2 separate regions of the Zea mays genome follow, and region 2 is linked to region 1. The links are chromatin contacts, called in public Hi-C maps. All regions are on one chromosome and are shown on one strand. The core of a region is the stretch at or near the end of the contact, and the rest is flanking DNA. Distances in the headings are between cores, read along the strand shown.

Region 1 (7,808 bases), core at 3,537-6,036:
AATTTATGTCGATGACATAATATTTGGTTCTACTAATAAAAAGTCTTGTGAAGAGTTTAGCGGGGTGATGACGCAGAAATTCGAGATGTCGATGATGGGCGAGTTGAACTACTTCCTTGGGTTCCAAGTGAAGCAACTCAAGGATGGCACCTTCATCTCTCAAACGAAGTACACGCAAGACTTGCTGAAGCGGTTTGGGATGAAGGACGCCAAGCCCGCAAAGACTCCGATGGGAACCGACGGACACACCGACCTCAACAAAGGAGGTAAGTCCGTTGATCAAAAGGCATACCGGTCAATGATAGGGTCATTACTTTACTTATGTGCTAGTAGACCGGATATTATGCTTAGCGTATGCATGTGTGCTAGATTTCAATCCGATCCTAAGGAGTGTCACTTAGTGGCAGTGAAGCGAATCCTTAGATATTTAGTTGCTACGCCTTGCTTCGGGCTCTGGTATCCAAAGGGGTCTACCTTTGACCTAATTGGATATTCAGATTCCGACTATGCTGGATGTAAGGTCGATAGGAAGAGTACATCGGGGACGTGCCAATTCTTAGGAAGGTCCCTGGTGTCATGGAATTCTAAGAAACAAACCTCCGTTGCCCTATCCACCACTGAGGCCGAGTATGTTGCCGCAGGAAAGTGTTGCGCACAACTACTTTGGATGAGGCAAACCCTCAGGGACTTTGGCTACAATCTGAGCAAAGTCCCACTCCTATGTGATAATGAGAGTGCCATCCGCATGGCGGAAAATCCTGTTGAACACAGCCGCACAAAGCACATAGACATCCGGCATCACTTTTTGAGAGACCACCAGCAAAAGGGAGATATCGAAGTGTTTCATGTTAGCACCGAGAACCAGCTAGCCGATATCTTTACCAAGCCTCTAGATGAGAAGACCTTTTGCAGGTTGCGTAGTGAGCTAAATGTCTTAGATTCGCGGAACCTGGATTGATTTATAGCATACATGTGTTTATGCCTTTGATCATGTTCCCTATGCATTTTGTTGCTTAGTTATGGTGCTCAAGTTGTACAAACACTCCCTGGACCTCACAAGTCCGTTGCAAAGTGATGCACATATTTAGGGGGAGATGTGTTACAACTTGACCCTTTGAGACTAACCATGTGCTTGAGTTTGCTTGTTTTAGTCTCAAAGGAGGTTTGAAAGGGAAAAGGTGGACTTGGACCATGAAAGACTTCCACTGCACTCCGATGAGAGGGTAACTTATTCCAAGTTCATCTCATATACTCTTATTGCCTTTGTATTCTTATTGAAGATTTTGGTGAGGCAATGGGGTTCTGGGGCCAAGATTAATCCCGGTTTGGTGCTTGATGCCAAAGGGGGAGAAAATAAAGGCCAAAGCGATAAATGGATCAGCTACCACTTGAGAGATTTTAAAAATAATAGAATAGAGCTTTTGGTTTGTCAAAACTCTTTTATTGTCTCTCTTGTCAAAAGTTGGCTTCTTGTGGGAAGAAAGGTGATTATGGGAAAAAGGGGAGTTTTTGAAATCTTGAATCAATTTCTCTTGGAATGACTCTCTTTATGTCTTAACATGTGTGTTTGACTTAGAGATAGAAATTTGAGTTTGATTCGCAAAAACAAACCAAGTGGTGGCAAAGAGTGATCCATATATGTCAAATTTGAATCAAAACAATTTGAGTTCTTATTTGAAGTGATTTTGTATTTGTTCTACCTGCTTTATATTGTGTTGGCATAAATCACCAAAAAGGGGGAGATTGAAAGGGAAATGTGCCCTTGGGCCATTTCTAAGTATTTTGGTGATTTAGTGTCTAACACAAGTGCCTAAGTGTAAAATGGTGAACAAAGTACAAATCAAGGATAAAGGTATGTTTCTCAGACTTAGTACATTGTTTTAGAGACTAATGTATTGTGTCTAAGTGTTGGAAACAGGAAAAATCGAATTGGAAATGAGATGGCTTTGTTCAGACAAAGTCTGCTCAGTCTGGGAGCACCGGACTGTCCGGTGGTGCACCGGACAGCGTCCGGTGCGCCAGGCTGGCTCGAGCGAACTGGTCGCTCTCGGGAATTCACCGGCGACGTACGGCTATAATTCACCGGACTGTCCGGTGTGCACCGGACTGTCCGGTGAGCCAACGGTCGGCCGGGCCAACGGTCGGCCGCGCGATCTGCGCGGGACACGTGGCCAAGCCAACGGCTAGAAGGGGGCACCGGACTGTCCGGTGCGCCAACGGCTCTCTGGCTGCCAACGGTCGACTGCGCCAGTTAAGGAAAGAAATCGGGCACCGGACAGTGTCCGGTGTGCACCGGACAGTGTCCGGTGTGCACCGGACTGTCCGGTGCGCCAGACGACAGAAGGCAAGGATTGTCTTCCTAGATTGCTCTCAACGGCTCCTAGCTGCCTTGGGGCTATAAAAGGGACCCCTAGGCGCATGGAGGAGAACACCAAGCATACTCAAAAGCAATCCTAAGCACCGAGACTTCAATTCCACGCATTTGTTTCTTTGTGATAGCATCTAGAGCTCTAGTTGAGTTGTAAACTCATTGGGTTGTGTTGCGAGCTCTTGTTGCGACTTGTGTGTGTGTTGTTGCTCTGATTTTTGAGTCTTGTGTGCGTTGCTCATCCATTCCTTACTCTGTGTTTCTTTGTGATCATCTAAGTGTAAGGGCGAGAGGCTCCAAAGTGTGGAGATTCCTCGCAAACGGGATATAGTAAAGCAAGCAAAACACCGTGGTATTCAAGTGGGTCTTTGGACCGCTTGAGAGGGGTTGATTGCAACCCTCGTCCGTTGGGACGCCACAACGTGGAGTAGGCAAGCGTTGGTCTTGACCGAACCACGGGATAAACCACTATGTCATCTCTGTGATTGTTCTCTTGTGGTTATTGTGTTTTGCTAAGACTTCTCTCTAGCCACTTGGTGATTATTGTGCTAACACTTAACCAAGTTTTGTGGCTTAAGTTTTAAGTTTGTACAGGATCACCTATTCACCCCCCCCCCCCCTCTAGGTGCTCTCAATATGTTTCTCTAAGTCAAAGGAACATCCTCGAAAATTGTCAAAAAGATTTGGAGAAGAATTGGATAAAACATAGAAATTTGGGCAGCTGGACATTAATACTGGAGGCTCACCGGACTGTACGATCCAAGGACTCAGACTCAGTCAAAATCGAGCTAGTGCACCGGGGACTCATCGTACGATCCGGTGGTACACCGAACCATCCAATGTGAATTATAGTGAACAGGTTAGCTTTGAAAAAATTGGAGCATGACACACTGCACCAAAGCGATATCATCAAGTGCAATAACTCCTACAACTCCAAAGCCTCATAAGTCATAAGCTGCTCGCATTCTATTGATTTGAGTGATTAGTGAGTTAACGCTTGTGCTACCGAGAGCATCTACAGTAGTTTTGGGGAAAAAAGCTCACTAAATACAGATGTGAGTAGTTGCTAAATGATAGTAGGGAGTAAAAAATGTGTTCTTCGGTAGTTCTCTATTTTTAGCTGCCAAATTTTTCAAATTATATCAGCTAGAAACTCCTTTCCCTCTCACGTTCTAGAAAGTTTTATGTTCTTTTCGTCAATCATGATATTGTTCTTGCAATGGTTCTTAAATCTGTATGCAGAAAAATCTACATACAAAACAGACACAAATCTCTATGATTAATCGATTCTAAATATGACTTAAATTCCAAACTAGAGAAATAAAAATGTCTAACATGCAGCAAAAAAAATTTCCACATAGTAGCCCAGAGTTTATTAATAAAAAAATAAAAGGGAATAAAAACAGAAGGCATAGAACACTAATTTCGCATGAAAAAGTGTTTTGTGGGTCCCTCTGAGGTTGCCAAATATGGCGGACAAGAAAGGATAAAATAGTAACTTCTTAAATTTAGCAGCATCGTTTAGGATACTATTAGATACCTGTTTTTTCTAATAACTTCTTAAACTAAGATTTAGTAACTTTTTTACCTAACAGTTGAAAATGCTCTAAGACTTGTGCAAATCAATATATTGGTACAAGTGAGAAGATACATTTAAAAATATATCAAGGGAGGTGAAAAAATCGTTTGCACCAAGCAATTAGTTTACACATGATATGTTCGTCTCTTAAAAAGAAATTTATTTAACGATATCTTAAATCCATAAGAATCCACACGCAATAAAGTGTCTATTTAAAGAAACAATCTTGAAAAGATATCTATACGAAAAGACGTCTTACAAAGATCATAAAAATGCATATTTAAAAGAAGTCTGTTTAAAGACATCTTGAATAGATGCCTATTTAAAGAGATCTAGGTGTCTATTTGAAGAGACCTATACCCGTTCAAAGCACTCAATTTGCCATGAACAGTTATAAAAAATTAGGGCTGAAAAAAAAGCTCGAGCTCGACGAGCTGGCAGCTCGCAGTAGCTCGACTCGGCTCGGACTGGCTCGATGCTTAGAACGAGCTCGAGCCGAGCCTGTTTTTATGGCTCGTGAAAAGAGCGAGTCAGCTCGGCTCGGTGCAGCTCGCGAGCTGACTCATGACTCCACCCAACAAAAATTTGTTACATAAAATCTTAGTTAACATATAATATTAGTACCGAGTAGACAATAATTTATGTTATTTGAGATTACTATACAAAAATAATCTATTTTCTATATTATATTAGTGATATATCTATTTTACTAATTTAAAATATGTTATTTAAAATATTTTTAAGATTTTATATTATAATTTAGAGAGGCTTGGCTCGGCGAGCCAGCTCGCGAGCCCGAAGCGAGCCGAGTCGAGCCAGTTTTCCGAGCTCGCCAGATGGGCGAGCCAAGCCGAGTTCGGCTCGTTACGTGAGCGAGCCGAGCTCAGCTCGGCTCAGCTCGTTTCCACCCCTATTTAAAAAAATGGCTATGAACAATCGCCTCAAAGCAACGGATGCTTCGGAGGAAAATCATGGAGCACGCATTACATTGTCTAACTATGTGAACGAAACAGCAATATACCAAATGGTCGTACCATAAACACGTAGGTTTTACCAATAATTTTTTTCTTCTTCATTGAACAAAAGATCGGATCGGATCAGGTGCGAACAAAACAGAAGACGAAAATAACCCATACCACGCAACCACATGATATCCGCCGGGGGAACCACATGACCCATCAGCAACAGATGGTAACCATATTTATTCTAGCACAAGGCAACCGCAACACCGAGAGATAGTAACGCGTACACTAATGTACCTAGAACACCACCCTCTTGTTAAACGCTATTCTACACCCATGAAAAATAAAACCATAGGGGAGAATATGGGAGAACATAGAGTACACAATTTACAGGGAAACTACTCTGCGGCGACGCCTATACAGGTGGGTGGGAGGGCAGGGAGAAGACACAAATGAGGTGCAAAGAATTAGTTGGCAGGCCAGACCCAGCCAGCCATCATCATATGGGGCTACTGAAACCTCTACTAATTACACAGCTACGGAAGCCAGCAGCTGGCTAGGGCGGTAGGAGAGCGCCCCAGCACTGGCTAGCACTGTGGTGGCAATCTCCGCCGCTGTTGTTGTGCCATCTTTGTATGAGCCTGCTGCATCCTATCAGCATACATCGGGAGAAGACTTATCTCATCAATCTCTTCGAGAAGCTTTTCCTCGGTAATGTTATCTGTGATACTCCTCATCACCTGCAGACCATGCAAATAAACTGTAAAAATATTGCAGTATCCCCACCCAAATATGGAGTACTTGTTTCCAAGTGGACAAAATATGATGCCCAACCACCAACAAAACAAGGATGCTCAGCAGTGAACAGAAGAACAAGGCTGTTTTAACGGACACTTTGAGAATTGCTGAAGTGATCATCTTAGAAAGCAGGATCCTAAAAGATACAGGCATAAAACGCAACTCACAAGGTGAGCTAGCCATGCAAAAAGAATACTATGATCCAATGTGACAGACCAACTGTATTTTCAAAATTGATTTTACCCTAACATCAAGACCATTTCAAATGAGTACATTTAACTTTTCCAGCAAAGATCAAGATGAGATTTACATACAGCAATATTCTTATAAGAAAAAAAAATTAACAGACAAAGTAAAACAGAAAGTATGTCAGAACTAGCCTTCCGGTATGTGTTGATGTCGTTTGGAGTAGATTTATCAGATCTAATACGCATACAGGACCAACACTGTTCTTCCTTATTCCAGGAGCATTCAACAATCCTCCCGGCGATAGAGGATGGATCTACATCGTCTGTATAAGTTTAAACAGCAGTAAATATAAAACAAATACAATAGTAGGGCAGGAAAATAGAAACACATGTCATTAAAATATAATACCCCAAAATATTTTTAAAATGTGTTAAAGAATATTATATCAGCACTCTAGAGACAAAGAAGCTGACTACACAATTAACGGTCATCAACTCATCATGGAAATTGAAATGCATGTTACCAGTAAATGCTATCCGGGCACCATCCATGAGTTTCTTTTTTCCTCTCTCATAAAGGAAAACCAGTTGACGATTATCATTCGTAAGCTGCAATAGTCAGACATAAACAAAACCCAAATTTCAAAATAGTATCTTCACGAGGCTTGTTCGGTTAGAAGTGGATTGAAGGGGATTAATTCACTTGCTAGTCAAAAATGAGCAGAGGGATTTAATCCCCCTCCAATCCGAATGAAACTGAACAAGCCCTAAAACAATATAGTTGAAACTGGTCACAAGACCTCGAACAGAAAGTCCACAGAATTCATCTCAGGGTATTTCCACTTCAGGAGACCTTCATGAGTACGAGTTACATATGGATCGTCCCAGCCCTGCAAAAACAATTGAAGCATGAGCCGAGTAAAAGCAAAATTTGCATGTAAATAACCACAGAATAAATAGTTACGAAGGATGCTAGAGGTCTCAGTAGGGACAGGAGTTCCATATCTAGCACCGTTCAAAATTTGGTCCATGAATTACACATGCACAATAAAATGTTCTAAGCTAAATATAAGTCTTAACAAATAGGAAACTACTTCATGACTTAACAAAAAAATATAGAGCTTCAGTTGAAACCAATTGTAGATCAGCGTTCAAAAACATGATTGTCAGTGGTCATCCTCGCAAGGATGCTGCTCAACCGGATTTCATTCAAGTTGGGAATTTCAAATGCCATGTTGCAAGCTTCAAGCCGGCGTCACCCTCAAGCGCATTTTTGAATTTTCGATTTGGCCACCAAAATGCTGTTTTTTTCATTTGGCTTGTTGCTCAGAACAGATGCTGGACAGCAGATAGACTCGCCAAGAGAGGATTAAATCACCCAAACAAATGCCCCTTATGTGATCAGGATGCTGAATCTATAAATCATCTGGTTGTCTCATGTGTCTTTGCCAGGGTTTTCTGGTATAAGTTGCTAAGAAAGTTTGGTATGCACTTCTTAGCTCCTCAGCCAGGTGCTACCTCCCTTTTTGGATTGGTGGGAAAATGCCTCAGAAATTGTTAATGGGCTCTCCAAGAAGGGTCTCAATTCCCTTATCATCTTGGGAGCTTGGCTGATCTGGCTTCATCGGAATAGATGTGTTTTTGACAATGGGTCTCCTAGCCTGCCTTTAATCCTCAAGCAGTTTGAAGATGAGAGGAGTGTGTGGGTGGCTGCTGGTGTGAAGGGATTATCCTACCTGGCAGCCCCTCTTCCTGCTAATTGGGGATGGAGGCATCTTTGTCTCTTCTGGTTGGTGGTTGTGTTCCTATGGACCAGTTTATGTATGCACGTTTCTAGCCTCCGTAAGGAGTCCTTAGTTTTTTCTTTTGTATTTTTGGTCTTCTCATGACCATGTATCCTCTCTTCTTAATTT
Region 2 (7,808 bases), core at 1,999-4,498, 170 kb before region 1:
CTCGCCGGAGACGGGAGGGGGTGGCCACGACAGAGCTCGAGTGGCTTGGGGAAGGGGTCAGACACGTTCATTACGACACAATGAACACGACAGTGGGCGCAGAATCGACATGGGGGCGCCAGAGAACGCAGACCGCGGTGGGAAAGGTCCTGCGGCAGCGCAGCTAACTCCGGTGAGCAATTGCGCGGGCTCTAGGGCAACACTTGGCGAAATAAAGGCATGAGAAGGGTGCTCACCTCGAGTGCAAACTCCAGGGGGGCTTGGAGAACGGCGGAGGTGCGATGGAGCTTCGGATCGACGGCGGCGGGGCTCTGGCTGCGCAAGAAACACTCCGGTGAGCGTGGGCCGGGAAAACCAGAGAGGGGAAGGGCAAACCAGAGGGTGTCTCGAGTAGCTGATGGCAAGGCGGAACTCACCGAGGCAACAAACGGGGCGCGAGCTCGACGACGGTTGTAGAACGGACGACAGTCGACGGTGGGCGGTGGCGGAGCTCTCTGGTCGTGCGCGCAGAGCGAGAGAGAGGGCGAGAAGTTTCGGTTGAGGGTGCAAGTGAGCGGGGGAGGGAGGTGGGCGAGCAGGGCGCGGGGCTCAAAAGGGGCGGGGACGTGCGGAGGTGGCCGGAGATTGCGCGGTCGTGGGCGCGTCCACAGCGAGGGATAGTGGGTGAGAGGTTGGGGACGAGCTGACAGGTGCGGTTGGCGGGAGAGAGAGAGAAGCAGGCGCGCGTGCGAGAGGACGACGCCGACAAACCTGGCCCATTGGGCAGCGAGGGAGAGAGTGAGAGAGGGCGCGCGGGTTGGCGCCGACTTGGGCTGAATTGGCTTTTCTATTTTCCAGGGAATTTCTATTTGCTTTTCTATTTATTTTCTCTAGGGTTTTCAATTCAAATTCAAATCAAGTTTCAAATTCAAACCAAATCAAACATGTGCAACAATTCAAAGAATATTTGGGGTTCAACATGATGCAACATTTCATGACTCATATGTTTTGTCAAAAAATAAAATAAATAATCCCTCACTAATTAAGCTAACCCTAACCAAAAGAGAAAGAGAGAGAGAAAAACTAGAGAGAGGTAGAAACTAGAGTGAGATAGAGAAGAGTAACACCTGAATTTGGATGATAATAAGAAAGAAATTTTATACCCCAAATTCAGGGTGTTACAGTAGGGCCGACGACCGATCTCCACCGACAACCGATCTCGTCCTCTCGTGGGACGCCGATGGGAACTTCTCCACCAGTGGCTGATCTGTGCATCGGGCTGGGGGCGGCGGCGAGACGCCAACGTTCTTGTCTTCTCGTGGGGCATCGGGGGGGGGGGGGAGCTTCTCCATCGACATTCTATGTGCGCACCGGGGTGGGGGGGGGTGCGGTGTGCTCGTCATCATCACTGAGGGTGTGGGGTGGGGCATGGGATCTAGGCGCCGCGACACCGGGCGAAGGGTCTATGGGGGGGCACAAGAGCTTCTCCACCGACGGTGTCCACGAGGACGTGGATCTGGCCACCGGGGTTGCGAACAGGGAGGGAAGGTAGGGGCACGACCCAGATGGGAGAGGCAAGGGCATGACAATTGCGGGGGTTTGTTAGCGTGCACGGAGGGGGAGGTGGGGGCACGAGTGCACAACACGTGGTCCCAGATGAGGCTCCGAGCTGGGTTCGCGAGGAGGGAGGGAAGGCAGGGGCACAGACGAAGTGGGAGGCGGGGGCACGGTAGCGTGGTCTATACTATTAGGTAGTGTTTGGTTGAAGAGCCAAGTAGAACGGAACCGTTCTGTCCCAGTTTTGTTGTTGTTTGGTTACAAAGTAACTAGAACGGAATGACTCCAATTAGGGAATATTCTCCTCAGATCCGGAACCATTCCGCTCCAAAAAATCAATGGAACGGAGCCGCTTCGTTCCAATCCCGCTCTCACAGTCACGCTCCGTTCCGTTCACTTTGCAACCAAACAAAAAACAGAACCGCTCCGTTCCAGATTACCAAACACAGAACAGAGCGGCTCCGTTCCTAGAATCAGGGATGGAACGACTCCGTTCTACTTGGCTCCTCAACCAAACACTACCTTAGCGTAATGGATAGTAGAGATAGAAATTAGTAGTATCACAAGAAATAATCCTGTGGGCTCATAGCGGACTGCTATTCAGCATTACGAACTTGCACATTCCATGGAGTATAATCATGATGGTACCAACAATTCTCCATCGGCCTGGGGGGCAAGCTGACGCTTAAGAAGGTGGGAATGTTAGGACCTAAGGGACGAAAATGGTGTTAGCTCCATGACACAGGAGAAACCAGGGGATACTGCAGCATCGAGCAAAGTCAGCAAGGGCTGGACGACGACAAGAGCCATCAGAAGAACGAAGACTGACGACGCAGAGTGAGGCATGTCATCGTCCGCTTGATGATCCGAGTGGGCTGTGTAATAGATGATGGGTTGAGCATCTTACGCGAAAATGATATAGGCATCCCTAGGAATAGTAAGGCTTATGGAATAACCGAATACACTATCAGTATCGCGTTTATCTTCTCTCTGCTGCTCCTTTCCCCTTCCTTGCGACTCCGACTGCGATCGATCACTCCCTATGCGACGGCGTGGCTAACAGCATGACGACCGGATTTCACTTCTTCTCCCTCACCTTATCTTCTCTCGTGGCCTCCCGGGATGCAGGTTGTTGCGGACCAGGCGACCGCGCCCTCCACGTCCGCCGTACCGACTCCTCCCGCGCTTCCTCGCCACGCCGCTGCACCTTGAGGCGAATGGAGGTGACAGTCAACAGACGGAGGTGGAGGGAGAATGGAGAAGGGCATGTCCGGGCGGTGTAGGACAACCCACATCAGTGACCAGATGGCGACGGGACCCGGTGATGAGGTGGCGGAGGTGGAGCGGCGGTGGCTGGAGACAGCGGGACCCGACGGTGGCGAGGCAGAGGCGTGCTGCTCTGGTCGACGGCGGAAGGCGTCGGGACCCAGAGGCGAGGAGGAAGACTGGAAGAGGTGGAGGCTGGCGAGAACCGAAGGGGAGGTAGCTGGGGCGCTGGCCGTGGGAGGGAGGGAGACCGGAGGTGATAAGGATGAAGTAAATGAGCCGCCTGGATGTCGGGTTCAATTTCGATGAAACACAAGGCCTTTTTTTGCTAATCGCCGAGGCTCCGATGACCGAGATTTGTTGGTGACGAGGCGCGATGACGGGCAGGAAACAAACCCATGATTCGTATATATAAGAGATATAAGATCCCATTTGTTTCTTTTCATTTTAAGGAATTGGAATCTTACTAATGGAATAGACTATTTTTTTAGAATATGATATTCCACTATTTTTCAAAGTTATCATATAAGCCTATCTCAAATTCATGATGTGAGAGATGAAGATTGATTCTATAGATTTACATGCTATTTTTCCGATACACAACTTACACTCTTTTACTTACTTCGTTATAACATAAATGTAATATATAATTATCCCTCTCATATAATTTAGAATAATATAGAAATATATTACATATATATATAAACTTAATTAGTTTGGTCTAAATTATAATTATTAAAATAAAATTTAATTCCAAGGATAACGGGGCCTAAGAGATTTCACGTGCTCACTTATGCAGGGCAGATAAACAAATGCAAGCCGATTTCTTCACTGTGATGGCTCAAGTGATCAAAGAAAGATTCCTCTCTCCACTACCTTTTGGATCCGTTCGCATTTTGCACATCGGCCATCTAAATACTCACATATTGAACGCGTGGAATAGCATGACTCATGCTGCCGCCTCTGTTTGCACGGCATGAATTTTCCCTTCATTCACAAACTCGAAGCCATTTCTATTAACTATGATCTCGTAGAAAGTCAAACAACCTGCTCTTCCCTACCGCCTCCGTTTGCACGTCATCTACAGACTACTTTATACTCTCTTTAATTTTCTTATTTGATGTTTGTAATTGTAAATTTGTACTGTTCAGCTTTAAATAATAAATGGAGATACTAATTCGTATGATGTTTCCGTTGCATGATGTATATATATTTATTTTCCTCTAAAACATTCCAAACTCCATGTTTCTCCTGTACAAAGAAATTCCATCATTTTGAAAAAAAAGGAATTCGATTTTTATTCGTTCTAGCAAATTTATCATGCAACACGTCACACTCACACCGACCCTGTTCAGTTCCGTCAACTTCCCCTGAGCACGCGCAAATAAAATTTGACCGAGGGCCTTAACGCAAAGTGGCGGGACATTCTTCTTCGCCCAGCCTAGCCACGTCCATCCCGAGGCAAACGAACAAAGCCACAGCGCACCTCACTTATTACGAACCCCCTCTGTGCCACTGCCCACTGCCACCTGAAATCCCCGCGAACCTATACTTTTCCTTCCCCCGATCCAGGCGGTTCTCTTCCCAGAAGCCAGCCCAGAATGGCGGCATCCGACGCGCTGCAGTCCATCGTTTACAGCCGTGGGTCGCTCCGCCTCCTCGATCAGGTGCGCCTTTTCCTTTCCCTTGTGGTGTGAAGTGGGTATGTGTTGTTTTTGTGGGTTTGATTCCAAGAAAATAGGAGTTCTTGATGGGGTTTTCACTCTGAGTTAGTTTCAATTCGACGCAGAGGAAGCTGCCGCTCGAGATGGAGTACATCGACGTCAAGAGTTCCGCCGATGGCTGGTGAGACGGAGATTCTCTCTTCTCGATTCATCTCTTCGTCCTTGACTGTCATGCGTGCGTGGAGGCGGAGCTCCTCCTACGATAGCGTGCCAGCGTGGGGCAGCTGCCTCAACTATCGCCGGAGCAGAGAACCCACGGGCCACTGCCCCACCCCACCCCACCCCTCTCTTTTCCCCAGCCACCGGTGGCTGCGGCGGCAGCCTAGGCGGCGTTGTCGAGCTGCCGACAGAGGAGGGAGGACTGGACCAGAAAGGTGAAGGCTGTGCCGTGTGTCGATGAGTAGGCCCAGATCCCAATACAAGGTAGCCCAACGGATCAAAGAAAAAGGCCCGTTTAATTTCTCCCTCGATCACCTGGCTCTCTCTGGACGGCTCGGCCCACTGGGCCGTCGTTTTGAGCGTTGCGCCGCGAGCGTCGCCGCTCCAATCCCAGGCGTCTGACACCGCCACTGCTCGTCAGCCGCTATGGCCTAGCGTCCGCAGCCCGGCGTCTAGCTAGCCACAGCGGCATCTTGTGAGTCCACGAGCAGGCCGAATGGCGACATCAATGCCGCAGGCTGCAGCTTGCAGATGATATGGGAGGTGGACTTCTGGCGCTCGGCGCTTTATCTCAGCGTCTTCGCGCTTCTGGTGGAGCAGGAGGCTGGCATGGCATGGGGATGTCGTGTTTGCCTCGTCAAAGCCCAAGACAACTGTCGTGGTTTCCATATAGGTTGTGCCAAAGGATACTCACGCTCGGCGATGCTCTCCCTGTTCGCCGGAGCTCGTGCGGTCGCTCCGGACCACGCGCATTGTGGTAAAATCCAGGGCACTCCCACCAAACTTATTGTCCGCCCCGTGAAGAGCCGAACATCTTTGTAGGTATGTTGTGGCTCCCGTGAACTTTTAGTTATTTGACGAGTGGAAGGGAAAAGGGTAGGGCATGAGAGGAGGGAAGATGGGGGTTTTGGGGTTCTTCTCTACTCAAAAGAATATCTGCACATGTTTGGTGTTGTAATAAATTGTGATAACTAAACCTAGTGGCAGCTACGTGGGGTATTCCAAAAACAATTGTCCCCAAAATAGTAAGAACAAGAGCACCAGTTGAACTAGACATCTTAGACTATCTCCAGCAGCTTACTCATCCACATCACTCATTTCAAACTCCACTCTGTAAATAGTGCAGTTTACATGCAAAACCGTGTTTTGCACGATTTGCTGGCCATAGCCTTAGTACATGTGTTATGACCAACGTCACCTATAGACGTCTGAACCACGCTAATGGTTAGGTCACATGGGCAGTTAGGGGCGAAGTGCCTTAGATACTTTGCATAGGATTATCATTTATTCTTGTTAGGAGGTATTTATAAAAATAAGGATCAGGGTCAAGTAAGCCTCTCTATATAAGGAGAGGGGATGCATCAAACTAATTAAGCAAGGTAATTATCTTGTCTGGTCTCAAGGGTCATTTCTCACGTCTCTCTCTTGCTCGTCTGCTCCCTGTGTGTGACCATGGCTCCTGTCTGCCGTTAGGGGTACACGTCCCGACCATCGATCTCCTGCCTATACAAGCTACACAGCCACAGTAGGATCCCAAATCCTATCAATCTAGTATTGGAGTTGTGGTGACAATGACTGAGAAGCAGACACTGATTCCACCACCATCGGCTGTTGACGCCATCGTGAAAGCCCTAGCGGACATTGCTACGTAGCTTGCCAGTCTCTTCACCCGCATGTCGTCCCTGGAGCACCAGGATGCGTCCTTGTATGCAGGTGCCATGCACCATAGTTTCCCCTATGGTATGATAGGGTACGGAGTGGCGAGTTTCCTGTCCTTCTCCACCATCACAGCAGAGGCAGAAGGCCTTCTTCCCTCTAGATGTTTTTATCATACATGTAGATGGTTTTTTTATACCGAAGACCTTGGTCCTACCTAATTGAAAGCACAAACAAGAGTTAGCTGGGGACACCAGCTTACAGTTTGCAGCATACAGAGCATATCCTCTTCACAACCTCAAAACAACCTCTCAGACCTGTAAATAGTTTATGTTATGCAGGCTTTAATTTTAGCAGTTATTGGAACTCTAAAGATCAAGTAGGACAGGATCCTTTTTATTTGTTTGTTTTAAACTGTTACTTCTTTTGTTCAATTGATTTGTATACATTTCTAATTGATTTGGTGGGGCTTGTGATAACTGTTAATTTTCTTCGTGTTGCTTAAATCTAAAGCAGATTTTGCTGCTTTGTGGTTATCACAGTGGCTTACTTTTGTGTTCAAGTAAAACAGTGGCATTTTTTTTTTGGTAATTTCATCAATAGAGGTGTACAAGGCTATCATATATTCATATTGAATCTGTGATCAGTAGAAATTTCGGTATTCTGGATTGACCTTGATCACACTAGAGAAGAAAAAACAATCACATAATTTCCAGCAATTGTGTTATATGCTCCCATGGTGATAGGCCTACTGCAACCATTGAAATGTAACTAGTTATAAATACCACTGGATAATGCTTGTTTTATACTGACCCCTAAATATTACCCAGGAATGCAATAAGAGACATGGTTGTCCGTGGTGCTCCAGCAATAGCCATAGCAGCGGCACTAGCATTAGCCGTTGAAGTTTCTGATTTAGATTTTATTGGTACGCCTGAAGAAGCAGCTTCTTTTGTTTCAAAGAAATTGGAATACCTTGTATCCAGGTAAGCAAAGTTCAACTATTTTTTTTATTTATGCGTACAATAAGTTTGGTATCTGTTCATGTTATCATTTTGATGAGTAGTATATTTGTAGTCATGCATATGTAACCTAATTATTTGTTTCTGCATCAGCCGACCAACTGCAGTGAACCTATCTGATGCTGCAACAAAGCTCCAAACTTTGGTATCAAAGGCAGCTGAAACTGCAAAAGATTCCAAGTCTATCTTTCAGGTGCTAACCTTGACCCCCCAAAAAACATTCTCTGCTTTCAATTAAAAACAAAAGGATACAGAATAATTATGAATAAACTATGTCTGTGTGAATTTACATTCGTATATAATGTGTCCTGCAACATTGATTTTCTGAATATAAATATGGAATTAACCAACCTGATGAAGTGACTGATTGAGATGATACCAACATGAAACCAGAAATTACTTCTGTTGAATTAACACTTTTTGCAGCCGCCGCACTTCAAATTGT

Evidence for each region. Hi-C and Micro-C count contacts between places; a contact is called where the count stands out from the background.
Region 2: a contact with region 1 is called in a Hi-C map of tassel, with 4 times the contacts expected there. The contact joins the promoter of LOC118476879 here to the enhancer-like site in region 1. A contact is called at or near these places in 4 of 25 Hi-C or Micro-C datasets (ear, leaf and tassel).

The regions. Positions count from the first base shown.
Region 1 is chr4:13,673,054-13,680,861 of Zm-B73-REFERENCE-NAM-5.0, reverse strand. It overlaps LOC100193119, which reads right to left. Exons shown (of 18, transcript NM_001176033.1): 15 at 6,696-6,785; 16 at 6,420-6,504; 17 at 6,088-6,218; 18 at 5,000-5,649. The coding sequence ends at 5,497. Among protein-coding and RNA genes, the nearest start is that of LOC103652846, 14 kb to the left of the region's middle. Within about 2 kb of position 4,786, at least 6 of the 20 cell types and tissues checked have an H3K27ac peak or open chromatin away from gene starts, as enhancers often do. A contact at or near this core is called in tassel, where this site is marked.
Region 2 is chr4:13,838,017-13,845,824 of Zm-B73-REFERENCE-NAM-5.0, reverse strand. It overlaps LOC118476879, which reads right to left and starts at 3,248. Exons shown (of 2, transcript XM_035967195.1): 1 at 2,830-3,248; 2 at 2,440-2,737. The coding sequence starts at 3,234. The coding sequence ends at 2,615. IDI2 (Methylthioribose-1-phosphate isomerase) reads left to right here and starts at 4,261. Exons shown (of 9, transcript NM_001111805.2): 1 at 4,261-4,469; 2 at 4,592-4,647; 3 at 7,172-7,327; 4 at 7,457-7,556. The coding sequence starts at 4,404.